4 separate regions of the Mus musculus genome follow, and regions 1, 3 and 4 are each linked to region 2. The links are chromatin contacts, called in public promoter capture Hi-C maps. All regions are on one chromosome and are shown on one strand. Each heading gives the region's core, a stretch centred on a gene start, on an enhancer-like site or on the middle of the called end of the contact. The rest is flanking DNA. Distances are from core to core; before and after follow the strand shown. Region 1 overlaps Atp6v0a1 (ATPase, H+ transporting, lysosomal V0 subunit A1). Region 2 holds the start of Zfp385c (zinc finger protein 385C). Region 3 holds the start of Plekhh3 (pleckstrin homology domain containing, family H (with MyTH4 domain) member 3). Region 4 holds the start of Jup (junction plakoglobin).

Region 1 (2,700 bases), core at 193-2,692, 340 kb before region 2:
CAACAGAAGATTTCTGTTAAGTCTTGGAGCCCGCCATGGTGGTTCATGCCTGAGATCCCCAGCGCGCCACGAGGCCTGGGCATCACAAGGCCAGCTTGAGCTACATAGTGAGAAATGACTTCAACAATTGAAAACAGTAATAAATAAAGCAAACAGAGTGGATATCTGCAGGCAAATAAATAAATAAAAAATAAAAAGTGAGCTTTAATGAATTCTTAGAAAGTACATCGTTATGGTGGAAAAAAAATGTAAGCCAGGCAGTGGTATACCCAGGAGGCTGAGGGGGAAGGAGCCCTTGAATTTGAGAGTTCGAGACCAGAGAAAGCAGACCACACTCTCTGCCCTGCTCCCCACCTACTCTTCCTTCCTGAAGGCCTGGGGTTCAGCTAAGATGCTCATGAAGCCACTGACCACACACCAGCTCTTTCTCTACCCACCCAGCAACACTGCAGGGCTCTGGGGACTCCTCTCTTCAGGGTCACCTCTGAGGTCCCCCGAGGTGCCTCCACACTTGCTAACACTCCGATCTCTTTAGTTTAGCCCTACTGTCTGCTTGATATTTTCTCACAGATTTCTATTCAGGGCCTTGGTGTGACTGCAGCTCAACCGGCTATCCTTCCCTTAAGAAGGTCCTCCTGCTGGGCTCTGACTCCTATGAACTTTAATTGCCTGGGACACACAACTTTGGTGCCTAAGAACCATTTTTAATCTTGTTACTGTACTTTAAAATAGATGTATGTATGTATGTATGTATGTATGTATGTATGTATGGATAGATAGATAGATAGATAGATAGATAGATAGATAGATAGATAGATAATGTATTCATTTTTCCCTTGAGAATGTCTCACAAATCCATCAGGTTTTGTCAAGTCCTGCCCACATCCCTCATCAATGACAACTCTATGTTCACAGTAGCCTTGTGACTGGCCACCAACCCTCAGGATTTCTTGGCTCTTCATGGTCTGCTGGTCATGCTTTTGAATCTGCTTTGATCACAGCTACATAACTCACAGCCGCTCTAACCTCCCAGAGTGAGTTATAAATCTTGTGACCTTTGAAAAGTCACTCATAACTGCATTCAATCTACTGGACGCACTTTTAGCTGCTGCTCTTCCAGATAAACCATTAGAAACCCTGCTCTCGCCTAACATGGTGCACGAACTACAGCACTGTATTTCAGGCTGCTATCTGCAGCGATTTCCCTCTTGTTTGGGGAGGTTTTGTTTGTTAAGACAAGGTCTCGTGTAGCCCAGACTGGTCCCAAACTTACTAGATAGCCAAGGAGGACCTGACCTCCTGATCCCCCTTGCTGTTATTTCCCAAGTACTGGAATTACAAGGATATGCCACCATCCTGGCTTATGCAGCACTGGAGACTAAACTAGGGCTTCAGCTAGCAAGGACTGGCAGTGTTCAGGAGGCAGAGGTGGGTGGAGCTCTGAGTTCAAGGCCAGCTTTGTCTACAGGATGAGTGCCAAGACAGCAGAGGCTACACTGGGAAACCCTGTCTTGAAGAGCAAAACATACAAACAAAAATACCAGGGCTTTGTACTTGTAAGACACACAATCTCCCAGCTCAGCTGCCTCCCCTGCCCTGTCCATACGGTTTCCTGAGTATGTCCCCACTGTGCCATCCGGCTCGTGATCACACGTCACCCTTTCGATGTTTACTCATTTGTTTTCAGCTCTGGGGACCAAGCCCAGGGCCTCACACATGCCAACCCAATGCTCTGCTGTTGAGCTACACCCCTTGTTATATCAAACTCCACCTTTTCCTGATGCCTTTTCTAGTCACGTAAGTTAGAAACAAGTCCACCCTCCCTCTACAACCTGTGGGTCAAGACTTCTTTTGGGCTTTGAACCACCCTTTTCCAGGGGTCTTATATCAGATATCCTGCATATTGGATATTTATATTACCACTCAATACAGTAGCAAAATTACAGTTATGAAGTAGCAATGAAAATAGTTTTATGATTGAGGATCATGACAACGTGAGAAACTGTATTAAAGGGCTGCAGCCGTAGGAAGGGCAAGAACCTTGCCCTACACACATATATATGTGCATATATACATACATGTGCATGTACACACCCTCCCTGGCTTACTGAGGTCAGTGTCTTAGAAAGCAGGCTGCTGTAACTACCAAGAAGGAGCAGTCAACAGAGAGAGCGAGCCAGGAAGCTAATGTTCCAGGACGGTCTGTCCTGAGGAATCACAGCCATGACCAAATCCCTTCACAGCATTGAGCTGCAGTTTCCGCTCTGGAAAAGACCAGTCCTGCATACTCTCAGGGTAGAAGACGACATTAAAGGACTCTCAAGGCGAAACTGTCATAAAAATGAAATTGAGAGGTAGGAGGCTCGCTGGGTTCTCTGCTAGCTGGAGACTCACCGTGCCTCTTCGTAGTGCAAACTGGATGGAGTCCAGGTCAGTGACAGGGCACCAGACTTCTGCGATCAGGCACTTCTGGGTCACGTCTATATTGCACAGGTTCAGGGTATGGTAGATAGCCTTCATCTTCCGCACCTTGATGAACCAGACGCGGATGTTCTTAGCAGCTGCCTGCAGAACCCTCTGGCGGTGGTCCTCCGTCTGATTCAGAACCTTGTGCGGGAGGGAGGAGAAGGGGAGGGGATCTTCCAACACAAGTCTTCCATCGTAATGCAAACTGGCATTGCTTTCTAGAAAGGATCGCCA
Region 2 (2,700 bases), core at 129-2,628:
ATTTTAATAGAGGCAAGATCTAGGTTGATTCTTCAGGGAAAGGGCTATTTCTGTAGTAAGAGGCCCAGCAGGCACAAGCCACCTTTGGGGGGGGGGAGGGATGGAAGGGTTAGGGCAGATTCCACAGAAGGATGACAGTTCTTCCTGTTATCCAACCTGTATCTCTTCTGCTTCATTCTTGCCCTGCCTCAAAGTGCATAGAAAAGAATTGATTCTCTCTTCTCCCAGTCTTTTCTGGCTAAAGCTAAAAATTCACAGCCACTCTTTTGGGCAGCCATCTTAACTAGGGTAACTCTTTCTCAGAGTGTCCTTGGTCCCTTCAGGAGTCATCCCCCCCCAACCACCAGCCAGGAACGTGCCTTTTACAGGTCAATAAAATTAGCGACTGATGGAGGAGGGGGCGGGGGCAGAGTGCTAAGCTCAGTGGCCTTGAATGTGGCTGGACTCACGGAGTCTGGACGCCTGTCATTCCAGTGCTAAACAGTGACAGCTGAGGGACCTGCCAGGGGGGTTTGGGGTTTGGAGGAGGGCCCTGTGTTGCCAGGAGAGAGGAAAAAGATGGATGCCTAATGTCTCTCTAATCACTGGGTCTTTATATTGCTGACCTTTAGGCAGGAGTTAGGGAGGGGGTGGGGTAAGGGTGTCTCCACCCATCTTCAATTTTGTGAGACCCTCAGACTGAGGGGAGGGAGACTCAGGCAAATCTGTTCTTGTTGCTGCTTTGGGCTGGGGGGTGGGGGGTCTTCTGGCGGAGCCAGGCTTGTGAACATCTGGACCAGGCTGTCAGATAGAATTGTATAAGGTCAGGAGGACTCAGGTTTTCTAACCCTCCGAGAGTCAAGTGTAGGTTCGTTGCCAGTGCTCCTGGCACTTAGGAAGCTGAAGAAAAACTGGTGCTAGTTGAATTCAAATGTGGCCTGAGTGCAGCCTTCCTAGCCTTGGGAAAAACAAATGAGGAGGAAGAGGCAGTGGGGGAGGAGAAACATGACAATGATGATGACAAAAGGAAGGAAGGAAGGGAGAAAGAAAGAAAAAGAAGGGAGGAAAGAGAGAGCCCACACATACGTGAGCAAGCATGATTGGTGGTACATGCATGTATGTAATCCTAGCATTTAGAGGGTGGAGGCTAGAGGACCAAGAGCTCAAGGTAGTCCTGGGCTACATAAGACCCTATTTCAAATGAGACGGGGAGAGAAGGGAAAGGAAGAGATAAAAGAAAAGAAACCGGAACTCCCAGTGGCCCTGTTTCTCTGCTCTATACTCAACAACCTCAAAATGCTTACCGACTCCTCACCTTCAGGACTGGGGTGGGACTGGAGACCCCGCCCCTCCCAGCTCGTCCCCGCCCCCAGCCCGCCAGCCCCGGCCCGCGAGCCCAGAGCTTTTGCGCTGCAAACCAGGCGAGAGCAGGTGGCCACCGCCGGCTGCATCTCTTTCCTGCAGGTAAGACACTCTGAGGATCTCGAGGTCAGCTCGGAAAGACAAGGCAGAGCCTTCTGTCTCCTGCCCGTCTCAAACCTAGGGGACACCCAGAGACAACTAGGCTCGGTAGGCGGGTGCGATAAAACTCTAAGGAAGTTGGAGGGAGCCGCTGGCTCTACGGGATAATGCCAGAGTCCAAGGGCTGCGGAAAGCAGCAACGGGCAGCAGACACTACAATGTTCCGAAGGGCAGCAGGTGAACTTCGTCACCCCAAGTACCCTTTGTGTGTCCCAGGGCAATATATTCGCAGTTCGGAGTAATGGAGTGAACCGAAGGGTTTCTGTTCTGGGAGCAAGTGAGTGACAGCTGTTGCCTATCAGCGTGGGACTTGGGTTTTCTGGTGTCCCTGGGTCATCTGCATCATTTGCACTTGGCTATAGATGGCGAGAGGAGGTGGGGAATGAGGAAATGCCAGAATCCAGAGGGCCCAGGATCAGCAGGTCCATCCTGCCTAGTGTCTTAGAGTCAGACCCTGAGAATGAAGGCAGGCCTGGGATGACTGTGCCCTCTTATGTGGGATTTGGGCTTTAGGATGAGACTCTGCCTCCCAGAACTCCAGGGAGGGTTTTCTGGGAGACCTGATCTGAGATAACTCAGCTGTGATGCCAAGATTCCTGAGTCAGAAAAGAGAGGCAATTTGGGACCTTGTGAGCCACTTAAGTAAAGACCCCCGGGGTGTGGAACAGAGGGAGGGAGGGTGCTACCTAGTCCCAGTCAAGACTCCAGGAACCTTCCAGAGATCATCCCCAACCTTTGGACAGACTGAAGAGACGATTAGGGCAGGGGATTTTTTTCATGTTTTTCATGACTGTCTAGATCCAGCATTCCACGATCTCCTCCCACACACACCATCATTGTCAGGAAATTCTTCCTCGTGTATTATGTTCAAGTGTGTGTGTGTGTGTGTGTGTGTGTGTGTGTGTGTGTGTTATGTTCAAGTGTGTGTGTGTGTGTGTGTGTGAGAGAGAGAGAGAGAGAGAGAGAGAGAGAGAGAGATCTACATGCCATGGCATGTGGGTGGAGGTTGGAGGACAACTTGCTAGAGACAACTCTCGAGGTCCACCATGTATATGGATACTGGGGAATTGAACTCAGATCCTCAGGCCTGGCAGCAAGCGTCTTTATCGAAGCCATCTCATTGGCCCTTGCTCATTTCCTACCATCCTTTCTGCTTCTGGGATAGCTTCTTGCTGGGAGGCAGTGAGCTGTAGGGCAAGA
Region 3 (2,700 bases), core at 192-2,691, 480 kb before region 2:
GCAATTTGCAAATTTTCCGAGAGGTGTTACTGGGCCTGAGCTCAGAGTGTGGGGCGCTTGCCCACTCTGATTATTTCCCCTCGGGGATCAAGCCAAAGGAAATGAGCATAGCTTGCCAGGAAAGGGGAGGTTAGATATCAGACAGAACTCTCCAGCAGGCAAGTGTCTAGGATCTTGAAGAGGAAGGGAGGTTATAGTTGTGGTCTGGCCCTCAGAAATCTCAGCATACACCACTTCAATCTGGAAGTACCATAAGGATGGCTTCTAGAGATGGTGCATTGATTTCTGGTCCTTGCTTTGCACAACTGCCAGGATTGTGCTCCAATGAGACAGTTCTTCCCAGTTTAGAATTCGGTCAGCAAAGTCAGACCACCGCTCCAGCCTGGAGTCTAGGGGCAAAAAGGGCGTGGCGTCCCTAGGGAGGCGTTGGCCTGAAGTCTGCACTTCGTCCAGCCTAGCCTAGCCCAGCCCGGCTAGTCGTGTGTCCTAGAGCCTCTGGCGGTGTAAAAGACTTAAAAATTTGGCCTCTTGGAGTCAGAAACGAGGAGAAGCTCGAAAACTGCGCAGATCCTCCAAGAGGCGCACACTACCCACCGGAGCGGACCTGGAACCCTCCGCCCGTAACCGCGGGAATCGCCGCTGAGTCAGCAACGCGCTCGAGTATGTGCGCGCTCCCACTGTCTAAGCTGTAGCGCGAACCCCGCCCTGTATTCTTTAGCGCCCTTGTTAACCCCTTCTTGTTCAGAAATGCAGCATAGTCGCCCTGAGAGGCCTCTGATCTATTGATTTTCTTAAACCACAGAATCCCCGAGCATGCCAAACCACTCTCCCCATTCCAGTTCAATGCCCTGTAAATTCACTTTTATTTCAGATCTTTGTCTGAGGCTTCCAGGAGTTCCTTTCTCAGCTTTTTCATCTCAAAAGTGGAGGTGGCTAAGATCTAAATCTGGACCCTTTTAACTCCAAGGATGGAGCTGCCTTTGCAGCTAGCTAACTCTCTCACACGCAGGTGTGGAATGCCTTGAAGGTAGTAAGGCTCTTTGTAGGGATTCCAAGATGTGACAGGTAATCACAGGTCAATAGCCTAGCTTCCTTCCAGCTTTATGCCCTTCCTTTTCCAGACCTTCGAAAAGGGTTTTTTAATTTGCTGCTTGGTGAGCCAAGAGTTAAAACAAGAGCACGAAGGCGGTCCTACGTGACGCCACAGACACCCCGTGTCCGACCTCAGAAGCTCCCTCCCCAGTCCCCCCCCCCCCCGCCCCTCCCTACTGTCACTCAGCCAGAGACACATGATGCAACCCGCCGCGGTTTCAAGCTTGGGATTGGTCTCCCTGACCGGCGCCAGGAACAATGATTGGGCAGAGGAGGCTGTGACGCAACGTAGACCCTACCCTGTGAAGAAGGGAGGAGAAAAAGAACAGGGAAGGCGGAGGGAAGGAGGGGGGGCAGAGAGGGAGGCGGGGTCTGGGAACTCTGCCCGCGCCCCCAACGCGCCAGTCCCGGGGCTGCAGGGAGCGCAGCGCGCGCCGCCCGGGCCCCGGCCACCGGACGCCCTACCGGACACCACCCTCCTTGGAGCTTGGACAACCGCCCACCACGATTGCTGCACCAGACACTGCTCCTACAGAGCTGGACACTACAACGAACACTACTTCCCAGCTCCGGACATTGCTCCCGGCTCCCTTCCCCCGGCCCTGGACGCTATCTCCCCCCTCCTCTGCCCGGGCCCAGACAGCGAGCCCCCAGCGGGCTCTGGTGATAGTCCTTTTGCACCTCAGCGCTGGACACTGCCTCCTTCCGGCCCCCTTCTTTCCTCTCGTCACACCTCTTCTCTACCCAGTTCGGGTCGGAGTACCTCCAGTTTCTCAGATTCCCTGCTGCTCAGGCAACACTGCCTGCGCCCCCATTCCCAGGCTGCTCGCCCGGATGCCTCTCCCCGGGGGATTGTGGTGGCTTCTCTGCTGCCGTCGAGGCTTCACTCTTCTGCACCGGGACTACGGGGACGGCGAGCTTAGCGGGGACGGGGACGAAGACGAGGACGACGAGACCTTTGAGCTAAGGACCCCGAGTCCAGCGGGCGGCGGGAGGGTAAGTCTACAGGGATTTAGAACCGAGTTCAATCTTTCTCACTACAACCGGCCGTCACGCCTGAGCCTGCTCCATACTTGGGCCAAACGCAGTCCTCTTGGCCAACTGCAAATGTGGGGGAGATTCTTGTCTGAGGGCCAGAGCCCCGGGAGCTCCAGGGGCAAGTAGCCCTACTAGGGATGCGCCTGTGGGCTTCGCGCTGCACACAAGGCGCTGTCCACCTGCTGGGGGCCCTGAGGCAGAGGAGGCGTCACGCGTGGCCCAACCTGGCCCTGCCTCTCCCTTCCCTGCCGGGCCCGCGTCCCATCCCGTCTCCTTCCGCCTCCGCCAGAGCCAAGGAATGTGGCGAGGCCGGCTGGGCGGCTGGAACGCCTGGGTTCGCTCTGCTCTCAGTTCAAGAGCACTGGGGCCAGATGCGGGAGCTCCCACCGCAGTATCCTGGGCGAGGGCAAAAAGACATCCTAGAATTGGGGTCTGCATCAGGGACCCCACAAAGAAAAGGCTCGGGACGATGGCCCTTTGAGGACTTCTCATTATTCCGCCACTTAAGACAGAACTCTCTGCCTTCTCTGGTGAGGTTCCTGGGAAACCAGAGGGAATGGGTGAGGGTGA
Region 4 (2,700 bases), core at 130-2,629, 290 kb after region 2:
CCCCCAAAACACACTGACCCTTCTGCTCTGGGACTTGAAAGAAGGTGTCGGCCCAGGCGTGGTGGCGCACGCCTTTAATCCCAGCACTCGGGAGGCAGAGGCAGGTGGATTTCTGGGTTCGAGGCCAGCCTGGTCTACAAAGTGAGTTCCAGGATAGCCAGGGCTATACAGAGAAACTCTGTCTGGAAAAACAAAAACAAAAACAAAAACAAAAAAAAAAAAAAAAGAAAGAAGGTGTCGGAGTTTAGAGTGTACCATATTTCCTAGTCTTGTGATCTCTTTGGAGCGTAGTTTTAAAATCGCATTACATTTTATTTACTTTTATGTGTGTGGCACTTGTGCCAAGGCGGGAGATCAGAGGACAGAGGACAACCTGTGAGACTTGGCTGTTGTCTCCCTCCATGAGGTATCAGACTCGGGTGGTCACATCTGCACAACTGAGGCACCACACAAGCCCATTAAAAATATTCTTTTAACATGGATCATTTCGATCCCACTTTGAAGACCAGGCTGGCCTCTTAACTCACAGAGATCTGCCTGCCTCTGCCTCCTCGAGTGCCACCACTGCCTGGCTGCTCCAGCACTTTTTAAGAACTGTCTCGAACTGAGACAGTTTAAATACTGACATTCCTCAGCTGTTTAAGTGCTACTACAAAGCTTATTTCATTTAATCTCTCCAACCTAAGATAGATAAAGCTAATGAACCCACTTTACAGAAGAGATACAGGGTGAAAGGTACACTAACTAGCCTAAGGTCATACAAAGATTAAGGGGAGAACCCAAACCCAGGCCTGCTAATTCTAAACAGAAGGGATCAGGGAACACTCCATCTTTTGTAGGGGGGAGAAAATCCCAACCCAGCACAAAGCCTATGAAATGCTTTACAAACATCTTATTACTACGTTGAGGCAAGAATGAATAAGCCTGACGCTGAGTTGGCTGGCTAGTGAAGGCGTCAGTCCTTTCCCATGCCTCCCCCTGACTCACCTGTTGGACAGGTAGGGGGGGAAGGGGAGAATAATGAGTCTTACCTGCTCAGGGCTAGGGTGGGGCAAGTCACGCCCCACCTGATCCATTGGCTTTTTCCTTAGTCTTACTGACAGCCCTCTGTCCAATCATAAAGAAGAAACTTTCTATTTGCCAATAGATGCAGAGTGAGGATGAGACCTCAAGTTGGCGTCCACCCCAGAGTCGAGTGGCAGTCCCTGGGGCCAATGGTGAGCGCATAAACAGAGGCGGCCGTGGTAGAGGTCCCGGCGCGAGGCTCCGCCCCTCGATGGGATAGTCAGGCTGGGCAGCCAGTGAGATAGCCTCAGAGGGTGGGAGTCTCCCTAGGGGGCGGAGCTTCGAGGGGGCGAGAGGTGTGGCTTGGCTGTCAGGTCCCTTTGCCTTTTGTTCGGTTACTGAGTTGCTGCCTTGGCCAGAGTCCGGAGCAGCCGCCGCCCGAGTGCGCCGAGCTCAGTTCGCTGCCCGCGCCGGCTCCCTCCCGGCCAGACCCGACCCCGATTCGGCTCAGCCCGGCTCCACGCTCAGGTACACCCGATCGGGGTACGAATCACTGTGGGAGAGTAGGGACAGCAAGCGGCCGGGAGGCTGGTTCCAGCGGTTTCAGGGCAGGTGAGGGCGGGTGTCAGGGAGCGCATCCTACACCAGCGACAGGGGGCGCGCTGGGGTCCGGGGCGCGGGACCCTTGGGACAAGCAATCTGGGTTGGAGCGCCCCTCCAGGCTCGGTGAACCGCAGGTCTGAGAAGGGTGGGGAGGAACTAGGGCAGGTGCCTCGGAGTTCGCGCCTCCCCCAGGGCCCCAGAGCTCGCCTAACACGGCGTCCCTGACTCTCCCCTGGAGCTGACCGAGCAGACTTTGACCCGCTCCGCCTGGTCCCGGAGCTCACGGTGACAGGAATTTACCGTTTGGGAAACTTGCTGCCTAGTCTCTTTGGGGCCACCCTCACCGCACCCCACGCGTCATCCTCGCTTTCTCTCCCTCCCTCCCTACTCCCCCAGGCCTGGGTGGGGCCCTATTGTCTGCGCCCAGCTTTCCAAACTGTGGGGGCCGAGTGCACATTTTCCCAGGGACGCAATTCCCACCTGCTGAGCAGAGCAGGTGAGCGCTTGGAAGACGGAGGCCCTGCCCTGCAGCTCCGAGCTGGACCTGTGGCGCCTCCCTCCGCTCTAGTGTACGCCGGTCAATGCCTTCTCCTACGGAGGTGGGATAGGGTGACTGGGGAACTGGTGAAGGGTCTGGGCTGAGTGCCCTACCGATGTCTGACACTGGTGGCTTGGCCTGGAGTCTGGGCCGGTAGAGAAAATTTAAGAAGCACTCGCCCAGTTTTTAGTAGCTGTGGTTTCCAGAGTGTTGATAGGGAAACAGCAATATCTTTTGATTTCTGCAACCCATTCTTGTTGAGAAATCACTCCAAACAAACTTTCCAGGAGAAAGTAACCATGGGAGCCTTTTCTAGGATTTTTCTAGTCTCCTTGTTGAGAGCTGATTCTAGGCTTGGTGGTACTTCTTGGAGGAAAACCCCTTCCCCCAGTCAGCTCCAAGCTGAACGTAGCCAGTGTGTGCGCTTTGACCCTGTTCTCCCTGCCCCCAACTCCATCCTGTTTGCCAGGCCCCTAAGGCCTGAGGTAGGGACCAATGGGGGTGGGGTGGGGGCGTTGCTGAAAGGGGAAGTGTCTTCTTCCTTCCCCCTCCTC

The links. Promoter capture Hi-C pulls out the DNA fragments that hold promoters and counts their contacts.
Region 1: a contact with region 2 is called in a promoter capture Hi-C map of liver. The contact joins the enhancer-like site here to the promoter of Zfp385c in region 2. A contact is called at or near these places in 13 of 39 promoter capture datasets (the 3T3-L1 cell line, the C10 cell line, the HPC-7 cell line and 8 more) and 1 of 9 other capture datasets (liver).
Region 3: a contact with region 2 is called in a promoter capture Hi-C map of the SN4741 cell line, with 2.6 times the contacts expected there. The contact joins the promoter of Plekhh3 here to the promoter of Zfp385c in region 2. A contact is called at or near these places in 4 of 39 promoter capture datasets (the 3T3-L1 cell line, the SN4741 cell line, cranial neural crest and 1 more), 1 of 115 datasets of contacts at active chromatin or transcription factors (embryonic stem cells) and 1 of 9 other capture datasets (liver).
Region 4: a contact with region 2 is called in a promoter capture Hi-C map of liver. The contact joins the promoter of Jup here to the promoter of Zfp385c in region 2. A contact is called at or near these places in 21 of 39 promoter capture datasets (the 3T3-L1 cell line, 3T3-L1-derived adipocytes, the C10 cell line and 13 more), 2 of 15 datasets of contacts at CTCF or cohesin (large pre-B cells and pro-B cells), 5 of 115 datasets of contacts at active chromatin or transcription factors (embryonic stem cells, large pre-B cells and stem cell-derived neural progenitor cells) and 1 of 9 other capture datasets (adipose tissue).

The regions. Positions count from the first base shown.
Region 1 is chr11:101,033,808-101,036,507 of GRCm38.p6, reverse strand. It overlaps Atp6v0a1 (ATPase, H+ transporting, lysosomal V0 subunit A1), which reads right to left. Exons shown (of 22, transcript NM_016920.4): 10 at 2,395-2,607. Among named protein-coding and RNA genes, the nearest start is that of Mir6928, 4.8 kb to the right of the region's middle. Within about 2 kb of position 1,442, at least 16 of the 459 cell types and tissues checked have an H3K27ac peak or open chromatin away from gene starts, as enhancers often do. A contact at or near this core is called in liver, where this site is marked.
Region 2 is chr11:100,691,144-100,693,843 of GRCm38.p6, reverse strand. Zfp385c (zinc finger protein 385C) reads left to right here and starts at 1,378. Exons shown (of 9, transcript NM_001373887.1): 1 at 1,378-1,443. All of the region lies in intron 4 of Gm38483 (a long non-coding RNA gene), which reads right to left.
Region 3 is chr11:101,170,113-101,172,812 of GRCm38.p6, reverse strand. It overlaps Plekhh3 (pleckstrin homology domain containing, family H (with MyTH4 domain) member 3), which reads left to right and starts at 1,441. Exons shown (of 13, transcript NM_001346769.1): 1 at 1,441-2,088. The coding sequence starts at 1,927.
Region 4 is chr11:100,396,469-100,399,168 of GRCm38.p6, reverse strand. Jup (junction plakoglobin) reads left to right here and starts at 1,379. Exons shown (of 14, transcript NM_010593.2): 1 at 1,379-1,533. Gm12348 (predicted gene 12348) reads right to left here and starts at 1,053. Exons shown (of 4, transcript NR_132425.1): 1 at 1,032-1,053.